Linked DNA regions of Macaca mulatta: region 1 is linked to region 2. Evidence: chromatin contacts called from public Hi-C data. All regions are on one chromosome and are shown on one strand. The core of a region is the stretch at or near the end of the contact, and the rest is flanking DNA. Distances in the headings are between cores, read along the strand shown.

The links. Hi-C and Micro-C count contacts between places; a contact is called where the count stands out from the background.
Region 1: a Hi-C map of fetal cortex germinal zone shows a contact between it and region 2, with 2.2 times the contacts expected there. The contact joins the enhancer-like site here to the promoter of DENND1A in region 2. A contact is called at or near these places in 2 of 14 Hi-C or Micro-C datasets (fetal cortex germinal zone and liver).

Annotation. Positions count from the first base shown.
Region 1 is chr15:24,236,088-24,243,837 of T2T-MMU8v2.0, forward strand. All of the region lies in intron 12 of DENND1A (DENN domain containing 1A), which reads left to right. Among named protein-coding and RNA genes, the nearest start is that of MIR601, 140 kb to the right of the region's middle. Within about 2 kb of position 2,629, at least 10 of the 40 cell types and tissues checked have an H3K27ac peak or open chromatin away from gene starts, as enhancers often do. A contact at or near this core is called in fetal cortex germinal zone, where this site is marked.
Region 2 is chr15:23,859,347-23,866,573 of T2T-MMU8v2.0, forward strand. DENND1A (DENN domain containing 1A) reads left to right here and starts at 3,158. Exons shown (of 21, transcript XM_077968020.1): 1 at 3,158-3,395.

The DNA.
Region 1 (7,750 bases), core at 1,379-3,878, 380 kb after region 2:
GTTCTAGGATTTTTCGTTTCTTTTGTTTTTCCATTTTGGGGTTTTGGTTTTTTAACTTTCTTGTAGGCAGATGAGATATGCCTGAGAAAGCAATCCAGTATCCTAGTTATTAATAACTTTTTTTGCCTTTTAGTTTGTGTAAGCATTTTTCATACCACATAGAATCTCTTCTTAGACATCATTGACAGTGGCTGAGCAGAGCCTATCAGGTGACCCTTGTGGTTACCAACCCTGGCCATGGATTAGAAGCACAGAGGAACGAGGGGTGGGGGGGGGTGCTTTTAAAAAGGCAAATGTCCAGGCCCTCCTCAGAGATTTCTGTCGAGTTCCTGTGATCTGAAATCAGGACCAAGGCCCACCATGTTTTCCTAGTGCTAGTCTTGTAAGAAAGAAATTATTTTACTATTTTTTTATTATTATTATTTTGAGACAGGGTCTCACTCTGTTGCCTAGGCTAGAGTGGCATGATCATGGCTCATGGCAGCCTCAACCTCCTGCGCTGAAGTGATCCTCCCACATCAGCCTCCCATCTAGCTGGGACTACAGGTGCATGCCACTGAACTCAGCTAATTTATTTTTAATTTTTGTAGAGACAAGGTCTTGCTATGTTGCCTAGCTGGTCTCCAACTCCAGGGCTTGAGTGATCCTCAGCCTCAGACTCCCAGACTGTTGAGATTACAGGCATGAGCCACCATGCCTGGCATGCTGGTTTTTTTGATTGTCAGTAATGTTTCATGATTTTAAACCACACTGTGCTAAACATCTTTATATATATCTTCATACCTGGTTTGAATTATTTTCTTAGGCAGATTCCTTGACATGGATTTACTGGGTCAACGGATGTGAGTCCATTTAAAGCCTTTGGCACATAAGGTGAGGGAGAAAGCTGGTGAGCAGACACAGGGGAATGTGTGCAGGGAATGGCCCCCGAGGTGGGTGCCAGGGCAGGGCCTGGGAACAGTAGGTCCCTGAGGGCAGAGGGAGCCTGCAGGGTAGAAGGCCAGGTATGTGGGGGCCACGCAGGGCAGCCCAGCTGCAGCGCTACCAGCCCCTCTGGCTCGCCTGTGCTCACTGCTTCGTAATGCTTCCACAGCAGCAGTCACCATGCAGGGTCCTGGGGTACTGCCCATACAGGTGGGGGAGGTGGAGGTGGGGTCATGGTTGTCAGGTTACTGCAGAGTCACGGTGTTGTGTTTTGTTGGAAACAGGAAACATGAGGGACCTGAGCAGGCTCCTCTCTGCTCTGCTTCTGCCTCCCAGGACCCTGAGCAGTTATTCACCTCTCCAATCCTCAGTTCCCCTTCCATAAAGTGGATGTGTAATCGCCTCCTTGCAGGAGTGTAGTGAGGCTTAATAAGCCCAGTACAGTGCCTGTCCTGGTGGCCCTGGGAAGATGGGCATGGCCCTGGCCCTCACCCACTTCCTCCGTCTGAGGAGGACCCTGCCAGCCTGGAGCCCGTTGGGGGACAGCTCCAGTCCATGTCCTGCCTGGCTCTGTGAGGAGGGGTCAAGTTCTGGCCTGAGAAGCAGAGGTGGGCATCTCCTCCTCTGCAGTCACATGCGAAGACCTTTTCCCTGGCTCAGAACTCCCTTGAGATTTTTATCACCACCTTGGTCTCTCTCGCTCTCTCTCTCTCTTTCCTAATGAAAAAATTCAGAATGCAGCTGACTGGGGGACTCCTGAGCTTTGTTTTCTTTACCGGGTCCAGAAGGAAGGAGGAAGGGGGCCGCTTGTTGAGGCCCAGCCCTGTGCCAGGAGCTAGGCTGCTCCTCCCCATCTGTGCCTTCTGCAGGTCTGTTGGGGAGGCTGGGTGCCCAGCCCAGGGCGGGGAGGGCCTGTGTTGGCTCCCTGGTGGTGTGTGTCTTCACACACCAGGTGAATTATTCCAAAGGACTCTCTCAGGGTCAGAAACTGAGATACCAGGGGTGTCTAGTCACTGCCAAGTTTACCTCAGTGGCCTCCCACAGGGTCAGCACTCAGTTCAACTCCAAGTTGCTTCCCATCCGTGATCTCAGTAATTCCCCATCCCAGCCCCTCACTAGCCCTTTACACACGGGGGATGGAGCGGAGGCTGCAGTGATTCCTAGGAAGCAGCAGAGCCAGCAGACAACCTCCAAACCCAGGTTCCCTCCACCACATCCTCCCGCCTGTCTTTGTTCTAGTTTCCACATGTTCCGTGTTAGTAACTCTCTGCATTTCCAGTGCCAGGCACAGGTCATGGCACTGTATGTAGGTATCAGTGAGTATATTTTGGAATAATAGATGGGAGAATGGGTGAAGGAAATTAGGGAACAGGGAAGCATTTGAGGCAGGGGGACTGCCCTCGGCCTCTGTTTGGTGCATACACATTGCATCCTGTCCTATCTTTGGTCTTCAGAGGTTGCTGCTTCCTGATAGAGGGGAGGTGTCTGCAAATCACAAAGGCATGTGACCCATTTTTCAGTCACCTGGAGAAAATCAGATGCAAAGCCCAAGATATTTAACAATATCAGCCAAACCAACTTGTCCTTCTCGACTTAAATGACAGAGCCACAAGCAGCCAGGCAGCCCCATCTGGAGAAACCCCCTTTATCCATGTCAAGCGGCAGCCCAGGCTCCAGCTCATTTATTTAGGCCTTTCTTGCTCTCTGACACGCCTCCTAGCAGTTGCCAGGCAACTCTGGGAGTAGCAGTGTGTGTTAGGGATTAACTAGTTAGGGCTGGGGTCCTTTTTGGCAAGAAGGGGATAAAAGACAAATGAGTTTAATTGCTAGGCCAAGGGTCCTTTCTCTGCATGGTAGAAGATTGCAACTTTTGGAGGATACATATAGCAGTATGGTTCTAAAATTTGCCTTGAATGTTCCTCCTTTCTAGAGAGAACGAAAGAATTTTTTAAGGAATCTTTTACCTCCTTTGTTTAAAATTATATCATCAGGAAATCTGAATAAGGCTAATACACCCCCTTTGAAACACATTTCACACACACTGGTCTCAGTTTTAAAGAACTTTTGCAGATAGATTTGTGTGCTTTCAATTCATCCCCTTTTCTGCTCAGAGTTTCTTATTTCATAGCCCATGCTGCATGACAGTGCATGTGAGGGTGCCTCTCCCCATGTCTGGCCCACTGCAGGCCCTTGGTATATGTTAGGTTAAAGAGCAAAAGCCATGGGTATTGGCGTTTGAAGATGCGTCCTCTTCTGTGCCAGTGTCCGTGGAAAGGCCAGTGTAGGTGGAGCACTATGGGAGCTGTTTATTCAGCTAGCTTGTGTGATCCTCTCCGGGCCAGCCTGCTAGCTGGGCTTCCCCAAGATAAAGGGAACAGAGCTACTGCCCGCGGGGAGCGAATGCTGGGTGGGGGCAGTAAGCAAACTGTTTAAACAGGCAGCAACCAACTCACTCTGGTCCCACTTGCTTAGTTCATCCCAAGAGGCCAGCTTCCAGATTCAGCTGTGGGTACACTGGCATCATCCACCTTATAGCCCATGATTTTGCCCATGATTCTGCTGAGTCATATTTATCCACCTAAAACCCCTTGAGGACGCAGAAGTTAAGATAAAAGCAGATTGATAGCCTGGCTTTCAAGGATGAATGCACGAGGTTGTGTTGGAGCAGGTTGGAAAAACACCACATATATCTGTGTCCTGGTTGAGTAACCCTGTTGATCTCGTGTTGTTTTTGAAAAAAAATAAAAACTGTTTTCTGATTTCTTTTTGGTGTAATGGAAAATAGAAAAATATTTTTAAGGTAGTAAAATCAAAACAGCACCATAGTCCCACTGATTTTTACTACATATGCCTTTTGTATTTACTGTTTATTTTTTCATTAGGCAAAGGGTTTACATAGCTACAACCAAATCTCAGTTAAAAGCTAGTTTCCCCTGCCCCACCTTTTAACAAGATATCATATGCATCTTTACATAGCTGCAGAATATTCCATCAAGTGTAACTACCATAATTTCCATGACCAGCCTCCCATGTTGGACATTTAGGTTGTTTCCAATCTTTTGATATTCGAAGTAATACTCCACTAAACATCTTTGTGAATAAAGCTTTGAAATGCTGTGTTTCAAAGCCTTCTGAGTGGAAGAACTGAGTCTGTGAGCAGGAGCCTGACTGTGGGGGCCAACTTGTCACAGCGTCTCAAGGAAGCAGATTTCGGTTGACTCAGCCTCACGGTGGCTCGAGATGGAAAAAGAATGAAGAACCCTTGATGGGTGGGAGGGTGCACACTCCCTGCCCTCCACACAGACGAGCAGAGGATTCCCAGAACACACATAAGGGATGTGACTAATTTGTCTGTGCCTCCATCTTGTGCTAAACATAGGTTTGAGGAACCTTAAGACACTGTGTACAGTACAGCAAGATGAGAGATAAGGAGGCAAGGAAAGCGGGGGAAAGGAAACTGCATGACGCCTGGAAGGGACTGGTGTGTGTGTGCAGCTGTGTGTCTGCGCGAGGCTCTGTGACCACACAGGTTGGGAGTGGTGGAGCTGGGACTCATCCCATCACACCCAGGTCTGTCTAAAGAGCCCATGCTTTAAGGAAAAAAAACTGTGATAAAAAATACATATAATATAAAACGTGCTATTTTAACCATTGTTAAGTATATAGTTCATTGGCATGAATGGCATTCGCAGTGTGCAACCATCACCACTATCTATTTGCAACATTTTTAATCACGCCCAACAGAACCTCTATATCCACTGAGCAAGAACTTCTCATTTTCCTTTCCCCCAGCCCTTAGTAACCTCTAGTCTACTTTCTGTCTCTGAATTTGCCTATTCTAGATAGTTCATAGAAGCGGAATCATCCAATATTTGTCCTTTGCCTGGCCTATTTTGGTAGCATCTTGTTTACCAGCTTCATCCATGTTATAGCATGCATTGGAACTTCAGCCTTCTTTAAGACTGAATAATATTCCACTATCTGTATGTACCATATTTTGTTTATCCACTCACTTGTTAATGGACACCTGGGTTGTTTCTATGTTTTGGCTGTTATGAGTAATACTGCTGTGAATGTGTGTGTGTGATTAATAGTTTGGACACCTGCTTTGCAAGTCATTTGGTTACATACCAAGAAGTGCAGTTGTGGGTCATCTGGTAATTCTACGTTTAACTTATTGAGGGACCTCCAAAATGTTTTTCAGACAGAGCCTGTGCTTTTGTTAAGTGGGTAGCAGTGTGTCTGGGAAGCATGAATATGGACCCAAGAATATCTGTAGGAAAAGTCTATGAAACATTTGTTTTATTTTTCAGTATATTTTAGGCAAGTGGATAAGAAATTATAGCCAAAACCTACAGGCCCGAGCTAAGCAGATGCATTGATGGGGGAGTGTAAACTGGACTGCAGAAGGGTCTGGTAACTTACTAGTTAATGTTTTTTTCCCATTTTAGTGGTCATCTGAAGTCAAGATCATGTCCTGGGAATGAAGCAAGGATAAGGGGAGGTGCTTCTGCCCCAGGACTTCAGGGACAATCACTATAGCTCTGTGGCTCTAAGTGGCTAAGGAGCCCACCGAATGTGATGGAAGGAGTATGGCCTTTGGAATCACCTGGGTTTTAATTCTGGCTCTGTCATCTACTAGAAGATGACTCTGGAAGTCACTTCACCACCCTGAGACTCACTTTTCTTGTGTGTAGAATGTAAATAATGCTTACCTGGTAGGACTGTTGAGAAAAATAGCAATAATATGCACCAAACACCAGCATAGTGCCTTGCTGATAGTAGATGTTAACTAAATGATAGTGACCATCCCTGGGTGACAAAGTAAAGGAGGAAGAGAAAGATGAGACCGCCACATTTTAGAATAGTGGTGTCCATACTTGTTCAGCAATTGTTTCACTAATTGTGAAAGTATGGCTTTTATCTCAAATGATACATAAAGGATTTGAAATAAATCACATATTTAATTACTTCCTTTAATATTTATTTGTTATTTATTCATTTTACTGCCCACCAGCACTTATAGACAAATAGGGGTGGTAGGTACCAAGGGTTGAAAATTAGAGTCATTTAAAAAATTACAATCAGGTGTTTTGTTTGTTTGTTTTTGTTTTTGTTTTTGTTTGAGATGGAGTTTCACTCTTGTTGCCCAGGCTGGAGTGCAATGGCGAGATCTCGGCTCACCACAACCTCCGCCTCCCAGGTTCAAGCAATTCTCCTGCCTCAGCCTCCCGAGTAGCTGAGATTAAAGGCATTCACCACCACGCCCAGCTAATTTTGTATTTTTAGTAGAAACAGGTTTTCTCCATGTTGGTCAGGCTGGTCTCAAACTCCCAGCCTCAGGTGATCTGCCTGCCTCGGCCTCCCAAAGTGCTGGGATTATAGGCATGAGCCACCACACCTGGCCCTACAGTCAGTTTTGTAAATGCATAAGAGAAAATATAATTGAGACTTATTTCATCAAAACATTTGTTGCCTATTGAGAAAAGATGACCATCGTTCAATATTGGCACCAAATCTCACTGTCCATGTCACAGGGATGCTGATGCAGAACCCAGTTTGAGAGTCTTGTTACCTTGGAGTCACACAATAAATGATCAATGAACTGGGAATCATTGTTCTAGAAGTAGACTGCCCAAGTAAAAAGTAGCTCTCTAAGTGAGAGAAGATGGGAACTAGCAGGAAATCCAGTTAAACACTATTATCAATCTCAACTGAATGATTTCAAAGAGCATAACTGAATATGATCAAAATGAAATTCCCATATGTTCTGAAATACTTGAAAAATAAAACACAGCTAGTATATCTTGCACCATCCTGGAGGAATTCTAGGCTTTAACTTGATCTCATTTAATAATCTTGGCTCCTTTCTTACTTTGCTCCTTTAAAGCGTGGGGCCATGTTTTATATACATTGATGTCGCTCACGTAGTCTGGTAAGTAGGTGCTCATTAAATGTTTGTTGACTGACTGGATGAACAAATGAATGACTGATAGCTCTTTCCCCATGGTATACATCAGAAAGGCTGGTGGTCATATTTCAGTGTAGCACAATAGAGATACTTAGTTTTAAAACATATCAGCTGCAGCTTCATCTTAGAACCTGAGAGGAATAAGCCACACAAACACCACATCATGAATGTGTAAATGTAAAGCGAAGGCACAGCCCAGCAGCTGCATGGTGGCTAACCACAGGCATTTAGGGTTCGGGAGGATCATCTCCTGCAGAATTGTCATGTCCAGTAAATATTCTCTTCTAGTTAAAAGTATATAAGAGAGAACTATAGTCATGGATTAAACTGAAGCCACCGTGGCCGTTTTAGATACCCTATTTTTGTGGAAGCAGTGGCAAAGAGAAATGGTTGCTGCTACTGGTGTTTTAAAATCAGATGTTCTCACTTTAGGGTCTTTCACTTTTTCAGTGAGACTCTGAAAAGGAAATCTTTCTGATCCATTTTCAAACAGTGATAGATAACATTTGACAATTTGCAGCCTGAAATGGTGCTAAGTGACTTCATATGCATAGCTAGACTATGAACTTCTTTTTTTTTTTTTTTTTTTTTTTTTGAGACGGAGTCTCGCTCTGTCTCCCAGGCTGGAGTGCAGTGGCCGGATCTCAGCTCACTGCAAGCTCCGCCTCCCAGGTTTATGCCATTCTCCTGCCTCAGCCTCCTGAGTAGCTGGGACTACAGGCGCCCACCACCTCAGCCGGCTAGTTTTTTGTATTTTTTTTTTTTAGTAGAGACGGGGTTTCACCGTGTTAGCCAGGATGGTCTCGATCTCCTGACCTCATGATCCGCCTGTCTCGGCCTCCCAAAGTGCTGGAA
Region 2 (7,227 bases), core at 1,908-4,407:
TTGGGCTGAGAATTCAGGTCTTCTGAATTCAAGCACGGTACTCTTTATTATTATGTTATTATGTTAATCACTTTTACAAAATATATTTATTTATTTCAGAGATGGGGCCTCGCTATGTTGCCCAGGCTGGAGTGCAGTGGCTATTCACGGGCATGACCATAGTGTGCCGCAGCCTCCAACTCCTAGGCTCAGTCTTAAACTCCTGGGCTCAGCCTCCTGAGTAGCTGGGACTACAGGAACAAACCACGGAGCCGGCGTACCTTATTCCTTTTTTTTTTTTTTTTTTGAGATGGAGTCTCACTCTGTCACCCAGGCTGGAGTGCAGTGGCGCAATCTCAGCTCACTGCAAGCTCCACCTCCCGGGTTCACGCCATTCTCCTGCCTCAGCCTCCCTGGTAGCTGGGACTACAGGCGCCTGCCACCATGCCCGGGTAATTTTTTGTATTTTTTTTTTAGTAGAGAGAGGGTTTCATCATGTTAGCCAGGATGGTCTGGATCTCCTGACCTCGTGATCCACCCACCTCGGACTCCCAAAGTGCTGGGATTACAGGCGTGAGCCACCACGCCTGGCCTTTTTCTTTTCTTTTGAGATAGTCTCGCGCTGTTGCTCAGGCTGGAGTGCAGTGGCATGATCTCGGCTCACTACAACTTCTGCCTCCTGGGTTCAAGCGATTCTCCTGCCTCAGCCTCTTGAATAGCTGGGACCACAGGTGCCTGCCACCACACCTGGCTAATTGTTTTGTATTTTTAGTAGAGATGGGTTTTCACCATGTTGGTTGTCAGGCTGGTCTTGAACTCCTTCCTCAAGTGATCCACTTGCCTTGGCCTTCCAAAGTGCTGGGATTACAGGTGTGAGCCACCATGCCTGGCCACTGGTTACCTTATTAATTTTAATAATAAAAGCCAAACTGTGCTAGGTGTTTTATATATAATAGTTGCTTATAATTTTTGAGTCCTTAATATGTGATAGTCACTGTTTGAATACTTTATAAAGGTCACTAACTCATTTAATCCTCATGTCAACTCACTAAAATAGGTCTATTATTATCATCATTTCTATTTTACAGACGGAGAACCTGAGACACACAGAGAAGGAATAATTCACCCAAGGTCACATATTTAGTAAGAGGTAGAGCTGAGATTTAAACCCTGGCAGTCTGGTTCTAAAGCCTGTGCTCTTTGCTCCTATGTTGCACTCGCTCTTATGATGGAAGCTTCTCATCACCCTCTACACTAAGGAGGAAACTGAAACATACACTTGTCTAATCATTTGCATAAAATCTACCAGTCAATGCTGAAGCCAGAATTAGAAGATTCCTCACTCCCAGTCCAGTGCTCTCTCCTCAGACCACCCTGCTGTCTCTGAGGCCACCTGAGCAGACACATAATCTCCACCTTCTACCTCCCTCTCCAACACACACACACACACACACACACACACACACACACACGCCACCCAGCAGGCACCCAGACATTTTTGTGGCCAAGATGGCTACAACCTCCTTTGAAAAGCAGCCAGCTTTGCCTTCCACCAATAACTTTGTCTTATTTATAGTCTCCTGCTCAGAGCTTTTGAACTGGCTGCCCATTCCAGGGAAGATCTTGATAACAACTGTTCCTTGGAGATGTTTCACAGGTGAATAAACACCACAGAGCTCCTGCCTGTCTAGCAGAGCTTTGCTCCTGCGGGTGTTTACAAGTCGGTATTGGTGTCTGGGTGCATAAGACTTTAAATTCAAAATGACAGTTTGGACATTTTCACTTTTTTTTTGGTTTTAATTTTAAAAAGTTTACCCTTTGACTTCAACAACCTCAAGGTACAGGCAAAAGGGAAAAGGGAGAAACTACCTTTATTCAGAAGGTGACTCAAACAGAAGAAGTCTTCTATGACTTATCTTACTGCTTTCTTTGCTCCTAGCCTGGCCAGGAGCTAGGACGCAGGACTAGTTACACAGTGGCTATGGGGTGGGGGTAGGGTGAAGAGGCACTCCATGCATTTATAAGAACTGAAATGGCAGAAGCGATTAATGGCTTCAGGACAGAAAATTGAAAAAAGGAAAAAAAAATGCCTAATATTAAAAGTGTCTTTGGACTTGTGGAAGGTGCCACTTTAAAGCATGACTGTGTCACATGTCTGGAATTATTCAGTCTGGACACTAATCTTGGCTTCACTCGCTACTAGTTATGTGATCTTGGGAATGTGGCTCAGTTTCCTCTTTGTAAATTAGGGAGATGAACACAGGATTATTGTGAGGATTGGCACTAATGATGTACGGAAATACTGTGTCTGATTCAGGAAGGGCACTCACCCGCTCATTAAGGGGTGGCTAATGGTAGCTTTCATTATTGCTTCCTTTATGATCCCTCTGGGCCTAGAGGGGATGAAATTGAGGTGTTCATGGAAGTGAATCCCAAGGCAGGGAGCAGGGGCAGGTAGCAGGTTGGTGATCTCGGCTCTCAAATCCTTTCATCTGCACTGAGTTAATCTCTATCAGGGACTTTTGTGGTAAAAGGAGGCTTCGATGTTGGAGTCCCCAAAACGGCTGATAAAGGGAGACAGAGGTCCTCAAGGGGAGGGCAGAGCTGAGTCACCACATGGGTCCACGCAGCCCCCAAGTGGCTTTCCTGTAGGTATGTGGGGTCTCCTTCAAGCTCTAAGGGGAAAGGAAGAGGAAAGGCCTTCAGATGGGGAAGTGGACGGTGTGATGCAGAAGAGGTTCTGCACGGAACTTACTGGAAAGTGCGGGATGTTAAAGGGAAAACGTGTTTTCATGGAGGCCTAGGCGGGAGACATTAGCTGTCCGTTAGAAGGGTTGGGTGGGAGGCCTCCAAGGGGAGGATGGGTGGCGGTTTCATCGGGAGGGCTAGGGGTCTCCATGAGAGGATTAAGGTCTCTTCAGGCCGGCTGTGAGTGGAGGTTTCCAGCGGGACGCAGTGGGGTGGAGACGTGTAAGGGCCTGCGCAGGAACGCCACAGTCCTCCGGGGCCCGCGCCCGGGGAGACGTGCGGGTGACCGCGCTCCTGCCCCGCCCCCGCCGGCCACGGCCCCGCCCCCGCGTGCGGACTACACTTCCCAGCAGCCCCCGCGGGCAGCGGCGGCGGCAGCGCGGGCGGGAGGGGCGGCGGTGAGAGGCGGTGGGGGCGGCGCGCGCCGGGCACGCGCGCCGGCGACCATGGCGTTCGCCGGGCTGGAGCGAGTACATTAACCCCTGGAGGCGGCGGCGGCGGCGAGGGAGCGAGCCTCGAGCGGGCGGGCCCCAGCCTGAGGGAAGGGAGGAAGGGGCGGGGAGAGCGCCAGAGGGAGGCCGGTCGGCCGCGGGCGGGCGGGCAGCGCAGCGCCGAGCGGGGCCCGCGGGCCCATGAGGAGGCCCGGGGACCATGGGCTCCAGGATCAAGTGAGTGCGGCCGGGCCGGGCGGAGCCGGGCCGGGCGCGGGGCGGCGAGGCCGGGCCAGGGCTGCAGGCCGCGGGCCGCGCGGGGGACTTGTTGCCGGGACCGGAGGGGCGCCCCGCGTGCAGGCGTCACGCGGGGAGGGGGACGGTTGCCATGGCGATCCAGGGAGGCGCGGGGGCGGGGTGCGCGCGGGGTGGCAGGGCGCCGGGGGCCAGGTGTCCCCTCCTTACCTAGGGGCCGGAACAGCTGAGATTACTGGGCGGCCCCCTCCCCGGGTTTACGGAGAGCCCCTGAAAATGGCCCTTCAACTGTGGGGATGGGGAGTGGGAAAGCCCCGGAAGCACCTCCCCAAACGGGCATGTTTGGGGCGCCCCTGAGAGTTGGCAGGTCCGGAGAGGTTGCAGCCTGGCCGCTTGAGGCCTGCGGCCCCCGCAGTAGTCGCGTGAGGTTCTTAGAGGGAGGGGTCACACTCATGGACCTAAGGTGTGGATGGCCGGGGAGGAAGGCCCGTCTCTCTCCTATTTCCCCCCTCTTATCTGTGAAAATCTCCACACGGCAAGGGCCAAAGGGTGTGAAGGAGGATACCTCTGTGTTGTAACCAAACACCTGCTCTTGATAATCGTTGGAAAGGCTTTGTAACTCAATCTGGCGAATTCCCCCACTCATTCATTCACCTGGAGGTTTGGCTTTCCGGTGGAGGATTAGCTTTCCGGGGAAATTGTTGATACATGTAACTTCAGAATCCACTGAAACATTGTTGCCCTCTTCGTAGACTTAGAAGTTGACTTTGGAAAGTGCAACTCTTAAGCGGTCCAATTTGGGTGTGTGGCTTTGGACTCTATCTCCCCTCCCAGGCAGGTCCTCTTGTGGCCTCTCCCTTCCTTTGCCCCAGAACTGGAGATGTTTTATCTCTAATTACTAACAAATGTTCGCTTTTTCCTCTGTGACTAATAGAATTGTTTAAGGGCATTAAAAAGCAAAGTTGACAGCATAGGCTTTTCTGTAAAACAACTTTCCTAGAACACTTTAAACCCTCTTACGGGAAAGTCTGTGGAATGTGTTTATTTCAGCATTTTGAGAATTGTACTAGGGAAGTTGGAAAGGAGAAGGGCCTTAAGGGCGAAATCTAATAATTATTCAAACATTGCATCTCATGTCCAGGTGATGCCCGTGCAGTGTGACCCTTGCCCAGCCTTGCAGTCCCCGTGTGGTTAGGCTTCCCATTTGCAAAATATGTATGGGATGCGCTGCAGCAGCCTTGAGACATCTGCTGAATGAAACTAGAAAAGTTTGCTTATGGCAGTGAAAGTGGAAGAGTCGCATGAACACTCTGTTAAATCTTTATTTTTGTGGAAATGAGAAAAAAGTTAGAAGCATGCTCCAAACAAGAGCTTGAGAGGCTTGGGAGGTAAAAAGATGTCGTTTGTGAACCATTGGGATTAAAGAGGCACTCAAGTTTAGCTCCTACTTCCAAGTAAGAGTTGTAAACTTGGATTTCAATAGCACTTAGAAACACTTTCCAGAAGCCATGTTAGAGTTGCAGAGTATGCGTGAGGACACTTACCCTTCTTGTTACAGAAAAGTTCAGAAACTTGCCTGACATGAGGCGGTGAGTGTCAGAACCAGTATTAAAATCCAGCAAGTAAAAGTTCGGATGGCTAGCCGTCAAATGTCTGTTGCTCTCCAAGGTAGCAGGTTGGACAAATAACATTTCTCAAATGTGTCTTGTGGAACCCATCGCTAATTCTGAGCACTTGGACAAGGGAATTTACTAAGGCATGGACTTGTATTAAGTATGAAGAATAGCCTTATTGATCTTGGAACTAGACTACTCTGTGATAAAAACTTAGGCTTGGGAAATATGTTAGTTTGTGGTGAAACTGAAACAGAATATGAAGAGAGAAGTTATGAAAAGTAGTTGTGATTTATAGTGACTGTTGATTATGCAACTTCTGCCTGTGGCTCAGAATGGGGATGGACAGGAAATTACCCACTTAAGTGCTTCTCTAGTTGTTGCAGAAGACGGAGCTTTGGTTACTACTGGCTGGCTATTCCCTCCTGGCAGGGCATTCAAGGTGTTCTCCTGGCTGTGGTGAAATCTAAGTGTGCAGGTTCCATTGAATTGGACAGTCTTGGAGGTAGGGGCAAGGGGGAGGGGTTCCCTTTGTTTTCTCTTGCTTATCTCTGATGCAACAAGTCAGTTGACTAGGTGGAATCAGATCTAGGTTCAAATTCCAGCTCTTTTTAATGCTAATTATGAAACTTCACACAGACTGCCTTTTCAACCTCAGTTTCCCTGAGGTAAAATGGGGAGGAATGTGTCCAGGTTGTAGGGTTATTATGAGCAATGAACACAGTATCAATATAAATGCTAGGTCCGTGTTAAAAACTCAGTAATTGTTTTTTTTTCCTTTTTTTTCACCTTCTGTATCAAAAGACTAAGAACATTACTGTATATTAGAAATGTCAGAGAAAGGTATGTTTAAGGTAATGGAGAAGAAAATTTTAATGACCAAGGAATTAGGCTGTTAACATGCAGAGTAGGGCTTAACATTGTCTCATTATTAAAAAATAAAAGTCGATTAAAAACAATATTGTGTGTAATTGTGAAGCTGGTGTCTGTTGTGTGATCAGTGGTAAAGCACGTGAGTTGCTAGGCACAGGTGTTAAAATTTAGTGTTTGATCAGACTTCTCTTTAGAGTTTAAGCCTGGTTGAACACAATCTCTGTCAGGTACCATGGAAATCCTTAATGTGAACCATTTCATGAAACCCTCACTACTGTCCAGTGGTGGCGATGCTGTTTATTAACCACATTTTTCAAATGAGAGAATGAGCGTTTATAGGCCTAAGATCAGATGCCATCCCCTGGAAGCCTGCCTTGATGCCAGTTTCCTGTTGCCACCCCCACCCACTCCTGTTCCAGTCTAGGCCAGGTGCCCTTCATCCGTGTTTCTATGGCCCCTTGTGTTTATCGCAGACGCGGTACTGAATCTTGTTTCTTGTCTGTCTCCTGTACCATGCTGGACATAAACTTCTTGAGAGCAAGGACTGTCTTATTTATCTTTGAGTTCCCTGTGTCAAACTCAATGCCTGGCACGTGGTTGTTTGAGAAGAGTTCATGGAATGCATTTAAGAAATGCTTTAGGATCTACATTAAGATTCTAATTAAGACTCTGAGTTCTCTGAGTTGAGTGTACATCGAGTTAAAAAAAATTTAAACCCTTGAGGAAGAAAAGTTTTATATTTTATAAATTTTTAAGGCCAATTATACTGGTTTAGGCAGGCATTTCCTTTTACTAGAGTATTTAGTTTTTTTTTTTTTTTTTTTTTTTTTTTGAGACGGAGTTTCACTTTTGTTGCCCAGACTGGATGGAGTGCAGTGGCACGATCTCAGCTCACTGCAACCTCCACTCCCCGGTTCAAGCCATTCTCCTGCCTCAGCTTCCCTAGTAGTTGGGATTACAGGCATGAGACATCATGCCTAGCTAATTTTCTATTTTTAGTAGAGACGGGGTTTCTCCCATGTTGGTCAGGCTGGTCTCCAACTCCCAGCCTCAGGTGATCTGCCCGTCTTGGTGTCCCAAAGTCCTGGGATTACAAGTGTGAGCCACCACGCCCAGCCTCATGTTTATTTTAATAAAGGAACATTGTCTTGCCTCAAATCAACATCTAATGGACAAAAAAAGAGGTCATCAGTATGCAGGTAGCACCCTGGAAACCTAAATCTTAAACCTGTGTAGACATTTATCTAGAAGAATAAAAGGAGCAGTGGTAACTGGCAATTTTTGACAGGTATGTTTAAATCTTATTTAGTGTTTGAATGATCCCAGTG